2 separate regions of the Sander lucioperca genome follow, and region 1 is linked to region 2. The links are chromatin contacts, called in public Hi-C maps. All regions are on one chromosome and are shown on one strand. Each heading gives the region's core, a stretch centred on a gene start, on an enhancer-like site or on the middle of the called end of the contact. The rest is flanking DNA. Distances are from core to core; before and after follow the strand shown.

Region 1 (4,687 bases), core at 808-3,307, 160 kb before region 2:
AGATCGTAAACCATCCACAAAAAGGGAATTTAGGGCCTCCTTCATAAAACGCTGTAAAAACAACGCTGTCAATGATAAATTGCACCTTATCAGGACTCTGAACAGCACATTAAAGGTACATATTTTGTTTTTCCACTTTTTATTTTATACTACACGGTTACAGTACAGCTAGTGTGTGAATTGCACAAGTATGTTGATTCTTTAGATTTGGAGAGCTGCAATTATAACATTTTTCTCTCTCCTTTTCTGCTGCAGTCAAAAGAGGCAGACCTACAGGCAATAGAGCAGGTGTTGTCAGACCCGGGGCTTACCTCAAGCAAGTTCAGAGAGTGGAAGGAGGCCAATGTACCATTGGTGCAGGAGATCTGTGTTAAACAGGACCAGCAGGTGGCATCAAATGCCACAAAAGCTGCAGCATCAGTCATTGCTGCTCCAGTGGTTGAGACCAGTTTATAAAGACTCCTCATGACTGGTGTCTGGACCTGGAGGACTTTTACATTTACACACACCCAACTGCTGTTTTCAATTGAGACTACTGTTCCATATCAGCTATTCAACAAGTAACTGGATCAATGAAGAAGAGTGTTTTTAGTTCCTAAATGGAGATGATGCAGACATTATATGATTAGCAGGTCACATTAAAATGTGAAATGTGTCTTAGTATTACTTTTACTGTTTGTTTTGTAAGATCAAATTTTACAAATGATTGTTTTATGTTGTAATTTTATAAATCTATGCATAAATTGTTTTAATATTTGGAATGATGGAGTATGTTTTAATAATTGATCCATTGTTCTCTGCATGGAAACATTTGTGTTTATAGTAGTTTCCATCTACTTGATCGATCTGATTTAATCAGTGAACACATTTTAACTGTTTTCAGTCAATTATTGGTGCCATGCACCATCACTGCCTGTTACACATGGTTTTTACAGCAACTGTTTTGAATGATTGGTGTGTTTGTTCAGCCAAGAAATTATATCATCATGCTTCATCATACTATATCATTAAGACTTTCCAAACTGAACACCAGGGCATGCGCTAACTGAATAAATGTTGGTCACAAGTCATGATAATTTCAGATTTTAATTTTAAGAGTCAAAGTGTCAAATCATTGTTACTGCAATGTAATTTAAAGCCAAGACATAAGAAATCGCATCAGTTTCAGAAGAAAATGCTATGTAATTATGTATTCTACTTAACCAAAGCATACTATTTTTAGATGATGAATTCCAACCTTAATGCAAACATGCTTTGGACTTTTTTGACAACAAGCACTGACAGTAACAGACAACTTAATTTATATTTTATTGCAAATGTGAAAAATATTTTATTACTAAACAATGGTATGCAGTCTATTGGACCTAAGGCAGGATGTAGCAGTTTTCGTTTGCATTTATACACAGGATGCATGGTGGATAATTCTCAGGAAAAAAATCTAATATTGTTCCTGAAGGCAGACCACCCCAGGCCCTTACAAACAAGTTCAACAGACCCACATAAGCAGAAAATTATGAGGTCATTCAGATACAGACATCAGGCATAATGTGACTGTGCACAGTGGAGCACAGCCACAGCTCCAGAAAGAAACATGTTTAGGAATGGCCAGCAGGGTCATCTGACATCAACACCTACTGGTAGGGGCTCAACCAAGCTGAATTATGTTTCATATGTTGTGCATGTTAAATTTTAACTTGGTGTAAATAGTTGTACATGGATGTGTGTTGTTAATTCTCTTTGATATCGATTCTGGTATGAAAGTCAGTGTGCTTGTTTGTATACAGGGAAATAAAGTGTTTTTTCAAGAATGAACATTTTCCACTTTATTTATGTGGTCAATGTCACCAAAGATGAGATGTGTTTGTGTAGACATTTTGGTACTACTTGTAGTGTCCCGAAACAGACGCTAGGAGTCGTCGGTCTCTGCAGATTTCCTACTGAGGTTATGCGCCATATTGGCAGTCTCCTCCATCTCACTAAACGTCGAGCATGCATGTCTCTAACCGGTTATTGAGGAGATATCTGTAAATATTTACAGTCAACTGCGAGCAAAACTATGGAGGCCGTCAAACACTTTAACAATGAGGTTTGTTTGAAACCCTTGCACAATTCTGAACACAGTGATAGTAGAAAATGTCTTATTCACATTTGCGGTAGCTAGTATGCTAACTTTAGCATCAAATAGCAGGAGAGTAGGGTAGTCTCACACAAGGCCGTTGTCTGCACAATAATACAGCGACAACGTTTAATTATTCTGTGTCTAATTCATGTTGACTGTACTGTTAAGAGATTATATTTCTTAACACATCTCGTGTTTGGTTGCAAGTCTATGAGAAAATATTTTCCACAGACTGGTGCTAACGGTAACTAACTAGCTAGCTAACGTTAGCTAGCTACAAGTTAGCAAAACCGCCTCAGTTGCGAGATAACTTGGTGAGCTAACTAGCTAATATGGACGTGGGTAAAATACTTCGCAGTCACTGCCTTTTTGCCAAATAATTATTTCCATGCAATTCTGGCCGAATTAGCGTTAGCTTCCTAGTGTAACGTAACTGTTGCACAGAATATAAACTAACCTTACTTGAGCTAAGCTAGTACTATTGCATAGGTAGCTTCATAGCTAACGTTAGGTTAGCTAACTGTTCAAAGCTAGTCGCGCTAGCGCACCCATTTGTCGTCATTGACAAACGTTATTATGCCAAAAGACTTAGCTAAGTGTTCATTCAAGCTCGATCCGGCGATTCGCCGCAGGCTTGTGCAGCGGTGGGAGGATCACTTAAATTTGTGTGACGTCCTGTTGTGTTCTTTAACCCCCCAATGTAGCTAGCTACGACAAGTAACTTATAATTTCACAATTAATGTTTTCCGTCAGATCATTTTATGTGATCGATATTTCCGAACGCACTTGAAGGCAGCTTAATTTCACAGAGAAAGAAACAAGATCTGCGACTGTGCTTGGCTTGTTGCAGGAAACAATCAGCTGTTACACAAACGCATTGACAGTGAAGTGCCTGTATATCATTTTTTTAAACTCTCTTTTGGCAGCGATAGAGACAGTGATGTTTACTGTTAACTGTATGAGACTCTCTCACACCGCCTCAAAACAGATTGCCAAGTCTGATTGGCGTTACGTTATTGGCCACTGCAGCGTGACGTCAGGTTGCGTGTCTTTCTAGCTTGCAGACTAGAGGCATGATGCTTTGGACTACTGCTTGTTCATATAACTGTTAGTCGTTTACAGACTATTAACAGAACATTTTACTAGTAACATTTAATGACAAAATATATTCTCTGTTGTCTCATTTCATTTTTCAGCTGTACTCATTGAACGAGTACAAGCCACCAATCTCCAAGGCCAAGATGACCCAGATCACCAAGTCTGGAATCAAAGCTATAAAAGTAAGTATGTAGTGTTAAAGGATGAGGCAGGTAATGGGGAATAAAGAAATGCTCTCAAATTCTTAAGTTAAGAAAAATATATATGCATAACCATCCAGCTATGGACATTATTTTTCTAGTTTTCATGTTTAAACCTAGGTAAAATTACTCGAGAGAAAAAGCAGGTTCACAACTTTTTTTCAGTATGTAGTAAGACATTAAAGGCATCCATTTCAGTTTTACAGTAATAAATTAGAAGATAGTAAGCAAAATGTTAAACAGATATTGCCATTTTATTCCCAACAAAGAACGCGTTTAAGCCACAAACTGCATTATCATATGTCACAAGGGTTTTTAAACATCATTCAAATAACATCTAAATACTACCTTTATAAGGGCCAATTTGTGGTTGATGAAATACAAAATACTAAACTCAAGCTAACATGGAAACAAAGATAAAAATGCAAATGTAGACTATGTGGTGTGATGTCAATTATACAACAGTAAAATTATTATGCTAGTGGTGGTATGCCCTCATAGTACTTCACAAGCTGCTGATCTCCTTATCGCAATGATTTGATCCATTATAAATCTGTCAGCTCAGATAAACTCATCCACACAACCTAGTGCATTGTTTTTGACATAATTTTATCCTTGTGAATCAGTTTTTTTTAATAACAGCTAAATAATGCAGCCTCGTAAGAGACTGTGAAGGGCTCGTATAAGCATATCAAGTTTTCATGACTATTTCCTTTCACAAATACAGTACCAGTCAAAAGTTTGGACACACTTTCTCATTCACTGATTGCATAACCTAAAAGTAGTACAAATACATCTGTTGTTCTTGAAGTCCCTCTTTGTTTTATGTGAAGCCTTGAGACTGAAACTCACGTCACACCAGCATGTAGATGGTAGGTTTACAAATAAGGCAGGCAGGGAGAAAGTGTTGTTGGGTTAGTGGAAGGAATTTAGATCAGAGGCGAAACGAGCAAGGAAGCCAAACATGTAAGCATGATGCATATTAGTCTATGTACTGTATGTTTTTCTCAATACCCAAGTTCCCTATGGGACACCCATAATATGCTAGGGCTGCTCGATTATGGTGAAAATCATAAGCACTATTATTTTAGTCAATTGTAAGATCACGATTATTTAACACGATTAATCATTGACTTTGGAAAGATCATGCAATTATTGAACTTTACAGTGGATTTTCTAGAACTTTATATATAATTCAGCTGGGGAAAAAAGAGAGAAAATGAGAAATTATAAAAACTATAATGCAAGACAAAACGAGTGCATCATTGTG
Region 2 (4,267 bases), core at 46-2,545:
TTCAGGTGAACACTGTGAGAAAACTAATAAACAAAAGGTGAGAAAAACTATGATTGATCAGCTTTCCTCAGCAGCAAAGAGATTCAGAAGCTAGACATAAATGTCTAAACATACTGTTAAGGGCAACATGTGAGGCATTAATGGTAATAATAACCTGTCAGTAATAGTATTCAAAAGACTTTGTGGAAAAATATGTAAGGTCAGGAGTGACCTTTTGAACTACAGACACTGAGAGGCATGTCCCTTTACAGGTCTATGATGAGTTGGCTTTATTTTAACATTCAAACATATTAATGTTTTCCCACAAATATGTTGCAAAGGACATAGTACGTGAAACAGCATGGTCCTAATCTATAGGTGTCCGTCAATTCTGGCAAACTTTTATCAATTCCAATTACTGCTTTATCAAGTCATGGGATTGTTTACCAATGTCTAGCCTGAAGCTTAAGGGGTCAGTGCTAAAAAGTGGACTGTTGAATGTTTGGGTTTGGGTCTTATAATAAGATCTCGTGCACCACCTAGTGGTGTTATAACAGAAAACTAAATGACCAACATAAAGACACAAAATCAGGTGTGTTGAAGACTGTTTCCCTGTCGATATGCGTTCCCCCTAAGGTTACTTTAAAAAAAACTCAACACTCCTGATCCTCTCCTCTCTCTTGTACATCTCCCTCTCTTTTCTTTGCGTTCGTGAACTCTCTAAACTTTTCCTCAACACCAAAGAACAATTTGTCGCCCATACAATCGTGCCAAATCCATATTTCATGTCATACCAAACCTTATACCTAATCACCTGTATAATGAGATGCTTAACCTAACCCCAACCTTACCCTACCCTAGTATCGCATTGACCTGACCACTAAAAATTTTGAAAACACGTTAGCAGTTAATCTAGTTTACGGCAAACAACATTATAGCATCATTGGCTAGTAACGTTACATTGCTGCACAAGAATAGCATTAGCTGAGTAATACAGTGACCTACAGCAGGCAGTCAAACAACCTCAAATTGGAACAGTTAACTTTAAACTTATGTTGACAGCTGACGGAGTTCTGACACAGTCTTTAGCATTGCAGCTAATGTTAGCTTCTTGGTCCAAATGCTGTTAAAAGAGCCCCTGGGAGGGCTATAAACTGAGGCGGAACACTTCATATTGTTTCTAAAAACCGAGTAAAAGACAATAATAACATATTATTATAATAACACATAATGAGGACAGAACGCTGAAAAAAACCTACAGGAGTCAACCCACGTTTCTCACCGGTGCTGTTTTCTTCCTTATATTTCCCTATACGTCATTCTATTGACGTCTGAGTATCCAATGAGCCCGCGAGAATCCTAATCCAAACCAATCAAATTCAAGGAGGCGGGGTTTTGCTTTGCCCTTGAAAAAACATTCATTGTTGATGTAATGGTGCTCAATAGCCAGAAGAGGGTGACAATTCAATGATGATGTTCTGTATTTATTTACAGTAAAAACAACGAAACGCATTATTGGTTGATGAACAAGAATACAGCTATTTCTTAATATTATCTAATGCAGACATTGAGGCCCACTCAGGCTTGTAAACACCCAATATGCCCTGTTATTGTAGGCCAATAAATTAAGCATTTGACATATCCATTATGCTGAACTAATTGAAACCTCTCAGCTCAAACGGATAAGCAGCCTGCCTCTTGTCCACTGCAGGGCAGAAATGTATTGTCTAAGTGTTTTATCATGCTGAAAGCCCCCCGTGGCCCTGTGGTCTCTCTCTCAACCCACGTCGGGTCACGGGTGTCAGAGCTTGAGATGGAAATATCCTTCTCCTCCAGGGTTTTGCAGATGAGTGGCAGCTCTGTCTCCTGCTGTGGCTGACCTTGAGAGAGAGCTTCAGGCCCTAAAGAGGGTCTGCTGCTATTGAGGGGTTTCTCAAAGTCACCTTCTTGACAGTTTACTCAATTTGTATGTAGCACAGCAATGCGACCAGGCTATTGATGTAGTCTAGAGAATCATGCATATATTTTCAGAATTACAAGATTCATCACCTGGGGCTCTGACTGTTCATATATAGCCTATAACATGTACAGTGCATATGTCCTACAAAACAACCAAAAGGTTATAGGGCACAAAAATGCCTCTTTGGTTATCATTCCAGCAATGATTATCTCACCATTAATTAAAAATAGTAATGGCTTTTACCTGATGACTGCAAAATAGCCACCAGACCTCCTGCTGCCGCCACTCCTTTTCCATTAGCAGTTGCAGTAGATGAAATCATGCCTACAACATCAGTTCCAGCTGAATAAAGGATATGACCCTCAGAGTTACAGGAGCCAGGACCATAAGAAAGCACCTACTCTAAACTGCATCATGCATGATTGTTCAGTGACATTTGCACATTTAAAGGTGCACTATGAGTTCCTGTATGGTTTCAGCGCAATTTCATTTTTGTCTCAAATGGTAGGCATCTCTCCTTGATCCGCTAGCTGGCTGCCCCCTGAATACACTGTGAAAAAGCCCGGTCTCAGGAGACAACACAGGGGTCGTAAACGTCAAACAAACACCAGAGGCACAGGCTGTGCACCAAAATACAACAAACCACGTTCCAGCCAATCAATGTCAAGATGGTTGGGGGAGGGGGTGGGGGTTAGTGACAGTTAGTCAGTTAGTCATGACAGTTACGGAAACATGGGGGGAGGGGCGAGCTTGCTCTGTTTTGTTTGGAATTTACTTGGAACGTCAACAGAAGTGACCATGCAGGAACTCATAGTGCACCTTTAAGTGTATTAGACACAATGGGGTAAGCTTCTCCTCGGACTGCGTACCTCCTATGGCGCCATTTTGATGCTACCAAGCCATCACCTCCCGTTAGCATTCCACTGACTGCCATTCATTTTGGCGCCACTTTGACAGCGAATAACTTTACATCTGAAGTGTTTAAAGACTCTATTTGTTCATTGTTTATTTCTAAAAAAAACACGACAATGTATAAAGGGCTCCATTACCTTGTACCTCACGTTGTGGCTCCGTAGCAGGCGTTTTTGTAAAAATAGGCTAACAATTGTGTCATAACCACGCGACTTACTGTCGCACAGTAGAGAAATTACCGTATAGTACAGGAGAAGCTCGCAGGCAGTTTTGTCTCACCTTAGCTGTTTAAGTGTAATTACTAATGTTAACTAGCAATAATTAGCCTGTGCCTATGTTATCTCCTTACATATACCTACGCTCACCGTCTCTGCAAGATTCGGAATGACTGAGATTTCTCTTGGCACAGCTACCAGAAGACTTACAACTTTCAGACAGGTTGCTCACGTCACATTTACGTCGTCTCTCTCAGTTGGAGGCTGCGCAGTAACGCTCAGCCATCACCGGAAAAGTGCTTCTAATATCCTTCACTGGTCTCCGTCCAGAGCAACGGGATCTGTTGGTCCATTATATATATATGTCAATGATTATGGGAAACAAAACTGCCATCTTACCACAGGAGGGTGTAAGAGTCTCTTCTTCCAGGCAACTCCATGGTGTGTGATCAGCAAAGACAGGAAATGAAACATAAGTAATTAACATTTCTGACATGGTAAGTCATCTCTTTTAACTGAAACATCAAAAGAAAAACAAAGACCGAAATACTTAAGAGTATATAATTTCCAAGCCAATTTAGAAGAACAGACTAACATCAATAAACACAGAAACCACAAGAGATGAGATGGACTACAGTATGTTCAACAATAACTTGTGTCATGATGGTAATTCAAGGTTGAGTATTATGTTCTGGTATTTTACTAGTTGTATTATTGATGCTGTAACAAGTTCAACAAGGTTAATGGCCCAAAAAGTGAAACCAGATGTAAGAACAGCCATTTGGATTACTTGGTTTAAGAATTTTCTATGGCAATATTGTATTCCATCGAACACAAAATAATTTAAAAAACTGGTAAAATAAACCTTTTTTTTGTCCTAATCAAATAGAAGTTTGAAAGGAGACAGCACTAAATTATGGCAATCTCTTGAATCTAGTTCAAGAGGTTTTAAGAGAAATATGAGAAGTGCTTGTTTAGAATACTTTGAGTTAAACTACTGTACAGTTTTGATTCTTTTTATAAATACAAAAGTTTGTTTGTATGTGTATTTATCACTTAGGACAGGACATTATTACTGTGTTCAGAAGTGAAAAATCCTAACCCTGATTAGACAAACTTGTCTGTCATCCTTAACAAAAAATCATATGGTGGCACCACATCAAAGAAGATGTGATACTTCAACATTGGAATTCTTGTGGTA

What was found. Hi-C and Micro-C count contacts between places; a contact is called where the count stands out from the background.
Region 1: a contact with region 2 is called in a Hi-C map of liver, with 2.7 times the contacts expected there. The contact joins the promoter of scaf8 here to the promoter of tfb1m in region 2. A contact is called at or near these places in 2 of 2 Hi-C or Micro-C datasets (liver and muscle).

The regions. Positions count from the first base shown.
Region 1 is chr18:16,337,833-16,342,519 of SLUC_FBN_1.2, reverse strand. It overlaps scaf8 (SR-related and CTD-associated factor 8), which reads left to right and starts at 2,057. Exons shown (of 20, transcript XM_031288687.2): 1 at 2,057-2,086; 2 at 3,316-3,399. The coding sequence starts at 2,057. LOC118492914 (interactor protein for cytohesin exchange factors 1-like) reads left to right here. Exons shown (of 11, transcript XM_035994629.1): 10 at 1-115; 11 at 256-1,812. The coding sequence ends at 456.
Region 2 is chr18:16,176,843-16,181,109 of SLUC_FBN_1.2, reverse strand. It overlaps tfb1m (dimethyladenosine transferase 1, mitochondrial), which reads right to left and starts at 1,295. Exons shown (of 8, transcript XM_031288610.2): 1 at 1,241-1,295; 2 at 1-12.